3 separate regions of the Mus musculus genome follow, and all the other regions are linked to region 2. Evidence: chromatin contacts called from public HiCAR-type and HiChIP or PLAC-seq data. All regions are on one chromosome and are shown on one strand. Each heading gives the region's core, a stretch centred on a gene start, on an enhancer-like site or on the middle of the called end of the contact. The rest is flanking DNA. Distances are from core to core; before and after follow the strand shown. Region 1 overlaps Acaca (acetyl-Coenzyme A carboxylase alpha). Region 2 holds the start of Znhit3 (zinc finger, HIT type 3). Region 3 holds the start of Bcas3os2 (breast carcinoma amplified sequence 3 opposite strand 2).

Region 1 (4,013 bases), core at 225-2,724, 630 kb after region 2:
GGAACAAAAGTCCTCAAAAGGAACTTTATTGAGATATTTACCTTTTCCTTTGGTTGGTTGAGTGACAGATATTTATTGATTATAGTTCTCCCTTTTTAAAAGAGTTTAAATCCACATTGCAAAAATTCCTTTTTATACTTAAGCACATTTGAACTACCACCAAAAGCCTTATTAACTTCTAGCAAGATATAAAGGTAGAGCATTCGTCTCAAAGTATGTGTAAGCATGACAATCAGTTGCTAAATGGAGATGCTTCAAGAGAACTGAATTGATTTGTTCAATCTAACTCCATAATGAATATGAATATTCTTTGATGCATCTCAGCAGAATGTACTCATAAATAATATCACAAGGTATTTCTGAAGGACCAATCAGGAGAGCCTGCTAGGAAGGACCAAGCTAAAGGATGCCTCCAGGATTTGTCTGACACATTACTGGCATATTGACCTGAAGCAAATTCAGAGTGAGATGATGAGACCTGCTCTTTGGAAAACTATTCAAAACTCTCGCTGAAGAACACCACCTGCAATGTTGCAGGAGGAAGAGAGCAACGTGAGCTTGAGATCTGAGGCTCACTGCAAGTCCTGTTTATACAAGGATGCTTTGCAAGGTGAGGATACTGCTCACACAGACTAAAGAGACTGACACTCCAGGGTTTTACTCTTGGTAATGAGGACAATAGGACAGGAAGTTCATCATTTAATAGTATTGGAAAACAGGAGGCAGAATGAGAGAGGAAACCATTGATACCATGGATGAAACAAATGAAGCACATTTCAAGCAAGTCTTACACATGGTGCTCACTAGAAACAGGGATTCTGAGCTGTGTTAACTCAGAAATGCTATTATCCTGACTTCTAGGATCACCAAGTATATTTATGCAATGAGCAAGTTTGTGAGGCACCTTTTCCATCTGCCTATTATTAGACAGGAAAGAGGCAATGGGTTCCAGATAATATTTGAAGGAACTCCTTCTAAATAAGCTAACAGAATATGATTGTGGCAAACACGGGGTTAAATATATTTTTCACTTGACAGAACCCCATGGGAAATATATACAAGATTCAGTTTCCCCTCTATCTCTATGCTCATGGGCCAGAACAGTTAAGGTTGGCAGATCTGAACCAAGCATCCCTCTGAGGGAAGACCAAGGCGGGCGCAGAAATACTTTTCCTCTTCCTCTTCCTCTTCCTCTTCCCTCCCCCCACCTCTCTCTCTCCTTCTTTCTCTCCCCCCCTTCTCTCCACATTTTAATAGAGCTATACGGCTATAATTTGTTTTAGTTACTAGTATTTTAAAAGGAGAGAAAATATGTAAGCCTATAAATATTGTCACTTCTACAGAGAGTTTGCCACCAACTTGTCACTGCCCTAACACTTTCTGGATTCTGTCCAATCAAAACTGCTGTCCTCTCAAACTTGCATGTGACCTTGCTTGGCTGAGGAAGCAGAAGAAACGCAAAACACACACTGAAATGCCCCTCGCACTGTATTGGCTTGGGAACTTCTTCACACAGCTCAAAGTAACAAAACTTAATACACCTTTCCAACACTAATCTTACAGGTATAAAATAAAATGACTTTTAAATCATGGGAACACTTTAACACTTTTAAATTTAAAACAGTTAACAAAATGATGAAACATGAGATCAGCTATTTCTGGAATTTACTCCTCTAAAAGGAGAAGCAAATTAGAGCAACTAATACTGTGAATGTTTTGCCAGGCTAAGAATAATCTTAAGGGTTTCTCCTCTGAAAGCCCCAAATGTAATGAGAACTCGGAAAGATGTTGCCAGCAACGCTGAACATAGCCTGTCAACACACTCCCTCTCACGCAGAGCTCAATGGGGTCTCTGCCATACTGACACTTTTCACGTACTTTTGGAACAGCTGAAGACATGTTTTCTGAACAGAAAGGGTAAGTCAGTATGTCCAAGGGGAAGCTGAGGATTTCCTCGTTGACTGTAGTATGATATTTTTCCATGTTTCACTATGCTAAGTTGTTTTTTTTTGGGGGGGGAGGGGAGAGGATGTGCTTTTAATTGGAAAAGAAACTAAATATACGGTACCTGTTTAGCGTGGGGATGTTCCCTCTGTAATTAAACAACCACAGTTAGTTACTGATAGGTTAGTGAAAGCCATAATAAAAGAATTGTCAGAGTAGATACAGACCAGTCACCAGGAGCTCCAGTTTTGCAGCTCTGGCACCAGCAGACATAATTAAGTGCTCATTACCCTTCAACCCCCAGGGTACCTCCAAAGAGGCTTCTTCCTGACCTACCTCACCACAGCGGCTGTTGAGGAAAGGGTCCAGATGTATCACCAGGGATTTTTTAAACGTAAGTCTCATTACAAAATAATAATAATAATAATAATAATAATAATAATAATGTGGAGTAGGGGTAAAACACAGACTGGTTAAAAAGTCAAGCTTTAGTATATGGCACATTATCTTTAATCTGAAACATGAAATATGACCCCTGACACAAAATGTCTACAGTATTCCTTGCTCCTATTACAAATCAGAAGTTGGTTCCATAGCTCCTCCTGCCTTATTGTTTTTCTGGAATATGTAATAAAAATAAGGAAATGAATCCAGTGATACAGGTACCCTGAAATTTAGCCCCACTTTTCCTCTCTGAAAGGCAGCACATATCCTAGGGCACAAGAGCTTAAGGGCCCTGAAAATCCTAAGGAATCTACATTATACTAGTAGTTTGGTATAACCTTGTTACAGTTGATATTCTTTAATTAAATGGTGTAAGATAATGTTTTAATTATTATTAGCTTGAAAACTCTAGGCCTTTCACTAATAAAATGGTACCTAACTTTGACTAGTTTTAGAATTTCCTCATAAAGAAGGTGTCAAACTCATGAAAGAAAGATTGAGCCCAGTGGTGGAGGTGTATGCACTCAGGAAGCAAAGGGAGGTCCATCTCTGAGTTTGAAGCCAGCCTGGTCTTCAGAGTTCAAAGACAGCTAAGGCTACACAGAGAAATCCTGTCTTGAAAAACCATTGAAAAAAAGAAAACAGAAAAAGAAAAACAAAAAATAAAGAAAGATAGATTGAAATACACAAAGAGGAAATAAGGCAAGACTCTTTTATTCTCTTTGGTATTTATAACTATTTCTCAGAATTTTGATGTCAGACATTTCCAAACAGAAAATGAATCGGACAAAAACTCTTACTTCAATGTTAAAATGGCAAAGGAATATCACCTATAATTTAGGGGTACTATAAGGGTGTTGATTGGTTGGTATTTTAACCTTCTTACATTCTTTCATCAGCACTGAATCATTATTAGGGTTTTCTGGCACACAGAAGACTTAATGGGCAGGACACGCTGGGAGGTACTGAAGATGTGTGGGAATGAGGATCAGGAAAGGAAAACGATGCAGTGAAAGGAACAGGAGAGACTCAACTGGCCACATAAATAAAAGGTTGTGGCATATCACTGGACACAAACTGTATACCTCATGTGATTTGTGATCAGCAATGCTCTTTGCATCAAACCTGTTCCAGAGTGAACTCCTAAGACAACAAAAGCTACTTAGAGTACAAACCCTGAACCTTTACTGTCTGGATACCTTGAGCTCTCATGTAGAGGAAAATGGGATTTATTCATGAGAAATTCTTAATTATAATGCTTTTGGCACTCAAGAATATAAAAAATATGCAGATTTACAGCAGAGATGACTCTAGTGGAACAGAAAACTTACTGAAGATGGTTAAAAGAATACAGAGTGCCTTACACTTGTGATATAAAAGATCCTAAAGAATCTGTAGTCTCTTACCAGGAACCTCAGTTCAGAGAGGAAACCTACAGCTGAAGCAATCTCTGGCTCCACTCATCTAGATTTGCAGAGTTTAGAAACCAGCACAATATCAACTGTTAACCAACTTCTTAATAAAATAGACTCATTACTTCTATAGCTACCCTAGCCTCTTAGGGCATCTTCACAGGACGAAGGCTGAATTTTCAGAAGAACAAGGTCTAAATTAAAAAGCACATC
Region 2 (4,066 bases), core at 1,201-3,700:
AGGTTGGCGACTGTCCTGCTTTTTCCCAGGAGACTCTCTTTTCATCGCTTCACGGTTTAGTTACTACTCTAGCTTTTTTTTCTAAGCTGCCAGCAGCTTAATCTACAGCATAAAGTGGGGTGTGTGCTGGGCTCTAAGAGTAGTCGCTACACCGATCCAACGGCGGCCTGCAGCGCCCTCTGGCGGTGCCTGTTGCTGGCATGCAACACTGCGAGAGTCTCTGGAGGCTCACAGGCGCCTGACTGCCAGTAGCTAGGTACCTGAGTTCTGAAACCTTTCTTTGCTGTCTCGCTTCTTTCCAAGGATTTTCACTGCTCTTCAGGCTCTTGCGGAGGAGTACGCGGCATCTAAGATGGGTTTAACTGGAGTTCATAGAAAGCCAGGATGCTCCCATTGGAACCTCAAGTGTGGTCAACTGGATAACGAGTCTGGATTCACAGTGTCCTCGGTATTCCCCCACCTGGTCCCCCTCACACTTCCTTTCCTGTCCTGGACATTGAAGAAAGTCTGACAGTGATCCCTGAAGCTAGGGACCTCCAGAATAGAGGGAGCAGCATCTCCACCACAGGAAGTGTGTGTAGGAGAGATTCTCGGTTTCAGCCATTACATACAAACACACAATACAAATCCGGGTGGTCTGTGACAGTTTATACCCTTGCCACACAGGACACAGATTCAAATGTGATCATGGATGAGTTGTTGGCCTTCTCTGGTTGTCCCATTTTAATTTGGACCTTCTGGAAACCAAAGGTCACATCTCTGTTGAAGACTAGGAACGAAAAGGGTTATTGGGTCAGTGTGAATTTGTATTGGATTCTAAGCAAGCTCTTGACGGGCTGACGGGAGCAAAGAGAGAGCCAAAGGGGCCTTCTGATTTAGCGGAAGGACAGTGTTTTGGGCCTGGAGAGCCTTCCAGCGGTCCCATGATACTAAAGAAGGACTCTTACTCATTTCCCATCCTTTCTACCGAGTCAGACCAAATTGTCAGTAGCAGAGATCCAGGAGATTAGACTCCTTCCGAGTATCATGGAAATAACCCTTTTGCCAGCTACAGGTTAAAAAATATATATGTATGATTTCCATTTGTCTTTCAATAGCTCAAGAATTTAGGTCTGGACATCCACTTTAATTGATAAAAGGGCTCAGGTAGCAACCAAGCCCTCTAAGACACTCAAAGAGTGGGAGTCAGGGCTCCAGGCACTGCCTAGTTTGCAGCAGCTCCATCTCAGCAGGCACAGATGCTCATGCGCACACTTATTAACAGGGACCCTAGAGCAGGGCTGGTGGAAACAGAGGCAGGCCGGCTCTGTGAGTTCAAGCTCAGCCTGGTATACAGCATGAGTTCCAGGACAGCCAGGGTTACACAAAGAAACCCTGTCTTAAAAACAAAAACAAAAACAAAAACAAACAAACAAATCAACAAAGGACCCTAGAGCCTGAATGGGCCACATAGATGAGGAGGAGGCATTTGGGAGAGGAACATGATTTAAGGTCCTGGAAGCTGGAGTTTAGGTTAGACCAAATTCAGAGCTTCAGAGAGGAGCAAGTTTCTTAAAGAAAACAGGATTCCAAGTAGGGCCTGGTGACACACCCTGCAACAGGGTCTCAGACCTTAACACAACTGACTCCACGATTTTGTCTATAACTAAAGTCTATAGTAGCCTTCAAGGTTAGTCATAGCCCATCTATTCTGACTCATTAGCCTGGATTCCTTTAGCCTAGCCACTGATCTGCTCTGCAGTCAGTCAACTCCACCATGGCTTGTAGTGGCATGAAGCACAAGAAAACCTACAGGCTCATTTTCAGAGTCGTGCAAATGCACGGCTTGACACTAAAATTCCAGTCTCTTCCTTAGTCCTTTCCCCATTCTGTTTTCACTTCAAGCCTTGTGCTCCTAGGGAAGAGACCGTCTTCCAATCATCCCCAGTGTCTGGACATTGTAGAACTCACAGTCGGGGTTCAACAAGCATTTGTCAGCAGCTCAGCCTCAAATGTCTTTTGGGCTGGGAGAAGTGGCTTAGCAGTAAGGACCGCTAGATGCTGTTACAGAGTTTGAGTCTTAACATTCACAGTAGGAAGTTCAAACCCGCCTATCTCTAGCTCCATTGGATCTGATATCTTTTTCTGGTCTCTCTTGGGGCAGGGACATCATTTACCCCGGCACAGGCGCACACGTATACAGTTTTTTTTTTTTTTTAATGTCTTTGATTAGGCATGGTGGTGCACACTTGTGATGTCAGTGTCAGGGATGCAGAGGCAGAAAAATCCTGAGTTCCGTGGCCTGATCTAATCAGAGGAAAAAAATCCTTGACGCAGCAGCTCTAAATGCACATCTACTGTATCGACACTCTACAGGTGAGGCCTAGAATAGAGAACAGGATCAATCCATTGCTTCTGACTGCCAATGAGTGCGGAGCGCTGTGATTGGCCCTTGTTTAGGTAAAAGAGTGAGCGCGGGTGTCTTCTGGGAAGTCATGGCGTCGCTGAATTGTAGGACTGCGGTCTGTGTGGTCTGTTTGGAGAAGCCGAAATACCGTTGCCCGACTTGCCGCGTGCCCTAGTGAGCCAGAGCGGGTAGTGGGTTCGGAGGGAGGCCGGGCTGCGGGCGGCGGCTGCGGGCAAGGGGTACGTGCTGCGGCCGCTCGTGCTGATCGTGCTGACCTGAGCCTGTCTGTCTCATTACAGCTGTTCGGTCCCCTGTTTTCAGAAGCACAAAGGTAAGACCCCGGGACACCGTCGCAGCCCTTGCTCCTTCTTTGTACCGTACAGGCCCCATGCCCCCAGGAACCCGAAGCGGGAGGATTCCCGCCAGTTCAAAGCCAGCCTGACTACAGACTGAGACCCTGTCTCAAATAATCCAAAGCAAGTCAGCTGCTTTCTTGGGAAAAGTCTTAGCTATTTATTCATCTTGACATTCTAGTGTAGCCCCTCACTATCGCAGAAACTGCCTTGGCTGAGGTCAATTAGCCAGCAATGGTTGTCTTTAAAATATGGTTGTTTATTATTTACAATAGGAGAAATTTTCTTTTTCTGTGTGTGGTATTTTGAGACAGGTTCTCCTCCTCCTCCTCTTTTTTTTTTTTTCCGAGGCAGGGTTTCTCTATGTAGCTCTGGCTGTCCTGGGACTCACTCTGTAGACCAGGCTGGCCTCGAACTCAGAAATCCGCCTGCCTCTGCCTCCCGAGTGCTGGGATTAAAGGCGTGAGCCACCACGCCCGGCTGGTTCTTTTTCTTCTTTCATTTTCCTTCTTTCTTTGTTTGCTTTTCAATAAAGGGTTTCTGGCTGCCTTCGAACTCGCTCTGTAGACCGGGCTGGCTTCAAATTCATAGCGATCTGCCTGCCTCTTGCCTCCCAAGTGCTGTTTTATTTTGTGCTGAGAAAGAGTATCTCAGATTCACTATATATTCCTTTTTTTGTTTTGTTTTTGTTTTTGTTTGTTTTTCGAGACAGGGTTTCTCTGTGTAGCCCTGGCTGTCCTGGAACTCACTTTGTAGACCAGGCTGGCCTCGAACTCAGAGATCTGCCTGCCTCTGCCTCGCGAGTGCTGGGATTAAAGGCGTACACCACCACGCCTGGCTGAACTATATATTCTATACTCCTCCCAGACTCACAATCCCCATGCCTTAGTTTCCTAATGCTGGGATTAAAGGCACAAGCCACCACGGCCCAGCTGAGACTGGCTCTTTTTTTTTTTTTTTTATGTAGTTCAGGCTGGCCTATCTATCATGATCATGCTTTGTCATCCTCAAATGCTAGGATTATAGGAGCCACCAGAACTGGTTAAAATAAGTTCCTGACCTATTGAGAATGGAGCTGGAGCGATGGCTCGGCTGTTAAGAGCTTCTTGTTGCTTTCCCAGAGGTTCTGAGTTTGGTTTTCAGCACCTGCCTACTATAGGCAACTTGTAGGTCCATTCCCAGGGGCTCTGACTCCCCTTCAGGGGCTCTGACTCCCTCTTCTGGCCTCTGTAAACACTGCATACATGTAGCACATTCTCCCTCTGTCTCTGCTGTTTTCTCCCACCCCAGGCTCAGACCTATCCCTGCCGAAATGCTTGCTTTCTGC
Region 3 (4,635 bases), core at 959-3,458, 860 kb before region 2:
CTACTCTGGGAAGAGCCTTCGCCTTTAGCCTGGGTGGAGTCCAACTCAGCTCAGCGAGCCCTACCTCCACTCAGCCAACAATGCTAGAGAAACATCTGCTACCCCTAACCTTCTCCTTCCCCAAAGAAATGATTAAAAAGTTAAAGAAACACTTCCATATGGAAGACTCCGATCCCAACAGGTCACCACAAGATACTTCAAACACAATAAAACAGGAAGAGCTAAAAAAAAAAAAAAGGCAGAGAGAACCCACATGATCTTTTCTATAAGAAAAAAGAACAAAATAAAGCGCTGGGTAACTTTACACAGTTCAGAACACCATTTGGCAGTTAAGTATGTCCTTAATCTGCCCAATTTGCTTATTACAGTCAAGGTTTAAAGGAACGAGAGCCTTGGCCAAAAATGCTGCACTAACTTTTATTCCTAAAGTAAACTCACAAAGTGAATTAACTTGCTCATCTGAAATACTTCAAAGTTGAAAGTGCTCATGTCCCCTCCCCAGCATGCCCCTGACAGAGACTGTCCTAGGAAACACAGAGTCCTTTTAACATCAGAACCACTCAAGTGGATTGATGGGTATTCATCCAACATCCACTTACTGGAGGCCCCTGTAATAAGCGGGATCCAGGGCTGGTCGTTGTGGTACCACATCAAGGGTGACTCTCGGCCTAGCTTTGAGGGGCTAAGACATGGGGAAGACACTGTGGTTCCCAGGTCAAAAACTCAGACCAAACATATAAGCAGAGTTTGAGTGCAGGAGGGGAGAGGCCGCCCGGAGCCAGACCTGGCTGACTCAGTCTTAGTTCTGAACCAGCTAAGGACTGAAGCCGGTACATTACATCATCTCCAGTTCCCCATGGGCATTCTGACAGCTGTGAACTTTAATCCCAATCTCTCTCTCTCTCTCTCTCTCTCTCTCTCTCTCTCTCTCTCTCTCTCTCTCTCTCTCTCTCTGTCTTTAGAAATGTGTGGCATATGTAACACGCTTATCATAAACACTGTGGACATTTTAAAACCAAAGGGGGCAGGGAGAGATTGGATCATCAAGAACTTTTAAGGAACGAGCAAAAAAGAAGAAAACGAAAAGAAAGACGGCACCTCCCCCCAGATCTCAGCTGTCTTCACCCTAGAAGTAATGGTAGTCTTCTTCAGAGAGGAAGCAGTTCACACAGAGCCTGTGGAATCAAAGGCCAGTGGGGAGTCTGTCAAGAATTGGCAGAGAGATGGCTAGGGGGAAGTCCTGGGGCAGTGGCATTCCATGGGCAGAGGTGAGCCTCCCATCCTGGAGGCTGAAAGCTGACTTCTCTGGCCACCTCCCTTGGGCCTTAAATTGCTTCCTGAGGTGAGGACCCTGGCTAATGGTTTATTTACAACAGGAAGAGGCAATTACCTTGGGGAACACTGAGTCATCTGTCCCACCATCAGCCAGGACATCGACACTCTTTACCAATAACCCCCAAGATATATGAACCAGTAATGGCCTCACTTAAAGACCTGACCACGGCTCCCTCCTCCTCCTCCCACTCAGGTGAGGGGTTTAAATAAAGCATAAGAAGGGCAACAGAGCCAGCTTTGAGTGTGGCTGTCTTCCATCTGCTGAGGCCTTTTTTTGTTGGGCAACATGATGTGGTGTATTCCTGCTTGCAAAGAACGGTCAGGGATGCTAAACTAAACAGCGGGTGCAGAAGACCCTTGCAAATGGACCTGACAGCACAAAATACTAAGTGCATAGGGTAGGGTGATGTGTATTTTCCTCATTAGACTAAGACTGCCTGTTAGGTAAAAATTACCATGGCTGATACCAGGATGGCTGGGCTGGGGATGGAGATAGGGGGAAAACTTCTGGGAAGAGCATGGAAATTAGGAGAACCTGAAGTGCTCGGAGGGAGAAGGCTGACAAGCCCAATGAGGAGGAAGCTTGAGAGCACGCAGGCTGTCTGTCCTGATATTTAACACACGGAAACTAAAGGCAGAAGAGGTGCAAAAAGCTTAATAGTATTTGTAGTTTAAATTAAAGTGTTCAGAGCCCGTTATAGAGCAGGGTAATGTACGCAATGACATCTGGGGCTGTAATCAGTGAAGCGCTTTCAAGAGCTGCCAAAGCAAACAGCCAAATAACAAATCCACTTTACAGATCATCAATCCGGCCCTGGACTTGCCAAGGTAAATAGTAAAAGGCTGAAGTTTGCTTTGCAAACCGGGGAGCTGGGAGTTGAGCAGGGCCCTGATCCACAGCTGCACCGCTGGGGCAGGGCCCCTGGAGCTCCAGGCATGGAAGAAGGCCAACAAGCCAGGCAGCCCAGCTTCTTGAGGTGGAGGCTGCCATAGGTCTGGATACCTAGCAACCCAGAAGGTAGGTAGACATGGCTGCCAGGTGAGGTGGCCACTCTCGATCCAGCCCAGAGGTAGGGGCGGGGCTTGGCAGTTTATGGACTTTGGAGAAGAGAGTATAACCCAAAGCTGCAGTCTTCCTGCTTGCTGCCAGGCTTCATGAAAGGGAATTAAAGCTCCTGGCCAGAATGATATTTTTCTGAGAAGCCAGTCAATGTCCAGAGGAGAAGGTGCAGGACGAAGGATAGCTGCTGTCCAGTAGATCCAAGTGCCCGGAGATGAACACTGCTGCTTCTGAGTCCAGAACTTTCCAGAAGAAATCAGGGTTACGGTTACTGTAGGGTCATTGTGAGATTCTTAAAACCTGAAGTGCTAAAGCTTTCGGTTAATCCCCAGCATTTTGGGGGTGATACAGGGAGGAAGGCTTGCTCTGAGAGTATCAGTGTCCTGGCAAAAGGCAGGTGTGAGCCAGCTAGAAGAGCAGGACTCTGCATGTTAGGCCAGAGAGGACCGTTCCCGCCATACCCTGGAAAGAAACACTTGCTTTGATTTTCTATCACAGACGTAAGACCGCAGGGCTTTAAGGGAACCATAGCCACAGAGTCGGCTCCCTAAAGGGCAGTTTGCCTGTGTCACGTGGGTGAGAAAAGGGAAGATCAGAAAATGATGCAAGGCTGAAGGAAGAGGCACCCTCTGGCTTGTTCTGAGTACCCCAGGGTAATGACTGAGCCTCTGGGCTGGATGCTGGAGCCTCTGGGCTCTCTATGCCTACAGACTGACACTGTTTAGGAAGACTGTGCAGAAAAGGCCCCAGCCTCAGGGCCTGGGAGCCACAGGCTATGAATGGGTCACACATCTGCTTGCACTAATTAACTCTAACTGCTGTTGTAATTAGTTGTCGCTGTCACATTTATTTGTTGACTTTTTTTAGCATACATACCTGTAAAAGAGTATTTTTTGGTGGTTCTTTTGCCCTGTCATGTGTAAGGCTTAATGACTGAATTTGTTGTTGCCCTTACATTTTAACTATTCAAGGCTTATATCATCCCATTTTACAGGTACAGAAACTGAGGGTTCATAAAAGTTCTGTAACTTGACCCATGCTGTCTAGCTCAGTACTATCCCCTACGTGATTTTCTTTGAAGTCTAAAGGATAAAATATTGATCCCCACATCCTCTTTCTACCAAGGGCTTTCCCAGGAAACAGTTGGCACGTGCAGGGAAGCCCTCTATTGATGTCCCTATTGTACCCTGAGCCTCTGTTTACACATCTGTCTTCCCTGTTAGACCTCGGACATCTGGAGATTATGTCTAATTACCCTCCTGAGTCTGAGGCTTCTGTTGGGGATTCCATACACTGTATGCTGAAGAAATGTGCACGAGTGGATGATCTGACGAACACATGCATGCAGGCTCATCACCCCAACAGAAAATAAAGGACCTGAAAGGGTCAGGAACATGCTAAAACTTTAGAGCTAGCAGAGTGGTCAAAGCCTGGGCTCCTGGGCTCAGAAAGACAATGAGAGCTGAGAACACTGTGTGAAATCCACAGGATGGCAAGTGCTGGGTGTGGGAAAGAGGGTGGCGAGAGGAGGTGTGTCTGGTGGTGATGAGGGGCAGGACCCATCTCCCTTACAAATGTCTCCATTTTGTCCTTGGCCTGGCTTGAGGTCATGGACAGTTCATTCCAGTGACAGATGGTATCAGTTCTGTTAAGATTACAGTTGGATTTAATCCTAGTAGCTAGAAAGCTGAGGCAGGAGGATTGCCATAGTTTGAGGCACACTTAGACTACACAGTGAGTTACAGGGCACTTGGTATATAGTGTTAGGCTCTATCTCTCTTTCTAAAAAAAAAAAAAAAAGAAAAAGAAAAAAATTCAAGTGGAAACCATCGTGAACACAAAGGCCTCTGCCCCGACTCCTTCAGTTGCCACAGAAGCTGCCAATGACCTCTGTGTCCCTCACAAACATGGCAAGCAGGAATTCCCAGGAGGAGGAGAAGGAGAAACATGTGGTTTGAGCAGGAAGTTCCTTCCTCGTATAAGGGTCACCTTACTTGAGAGCTGAATAGACCTTAGCCACACTGTGCTAGAAGTGGGCTCCTAGGCAGGATCTGTTCAAACAGATTTCTCACACCCACAAAGGCTCGAGGAGAGACCACCTGGGTGTTCCCCCGCAGAGGCTTCTGGCAAGAGAGGTGGTAAGGGCAGATTTCCCCTGCAAAGAGTGGCCAGAGGCTTGGCTCAAGCATCAGTGGGATGATGGGTGGCTACTCTGACTCCACACTCGTCTGAGGCAGCCT

The links. HiCAR-type assays count read pairs that join an accessible place to other places. HiChIP or PLAC-seq counts read pairs in DNA pulled down with a chosen protein or histone mark.
Region 1: a HiCAR-type map of astrocytes shows a contact between it and region 2, with 2.1 times the contacts expected there. The contact joins the enhancer-like site here to the promoter of Znhit3 in region 2. A contact is called at or near these places in 2 of 39 promoter capture datasets (HPC-7-derived erythroid cells and pre-B cells), 1 of 484 Hi-C or Micro-C datasets (short-term hematopoietic stem cells), 2 of 115 datasets of contacts at active chromatin or transcription factors (astrocytes and stem cell-derived neural progenitor cells) and 1 of 9 other capture datasets (macrophages).
Region 3: a contact with region 2 is called in an H3K4me3 HiChIP or PLAC-seq map of bone marrow-derived macrophages, with 7 times the contacts expected there. The contact joins the promoter of Bcas3os2 here to the promoter of Znhit3 in region 2. A contact is called at or near these places in 2 of 39 promoter capture datasets (the C10 cell line and embryonic stem cells) and 1 of 115 datasets of contacts at active chromatin or transcription factors (bone marrow-derived macrophages).

The regions. Positions count from the first base shown.
Region 1 is chr11:84,288,367-84,292,379 of GRCm38.p6, reverse strand. It overlaps Acaca (acetyl-Coenzyme A carboxylase alpha), which reads right to left. Exons shown (of 54, transcript NM_133360.2): 28 at 2,069-2,092. Among named protein-coding and RNA genes, the nearest start is that of Acaca, 95 kb to the right of the region's middle. Within about 2 kb of position 1,474, at least 13 of the 459 cell types and tissues checked have an H3K27ac peak or open chromatin away from gene starts, as enhancers often do. A contact at or near this core is called in astrocytes, where this site is marked.
Region 2 is chr11:84,914,750-84,918,815 of GRCm38.p6, reverse strand. Znhit3 (zinc finger, HIT type 3) reads left to right here and starts at 2,450. Exons shown (of 5, transcript NM_001005223.3): 1 at 2,450-2,560; 2 at 2,686-2,717. The coding sequence starts at 2,475.
Region 3 is chr11:85,773,253-85,777,887 of GRCm38.p6, reverse strand. It overlaps Bcas3os2 (breast carcinoma amplified sequence 3 opposite strand 2), which reads left to right and starts at 2,208. Exons shown (of 3, transcript NR_046194.1): 1 at 2,208-2,353. All of the region lies in intron 22 of Bcas3 (breast carcinoma amplified sequence 3), which reads right to left.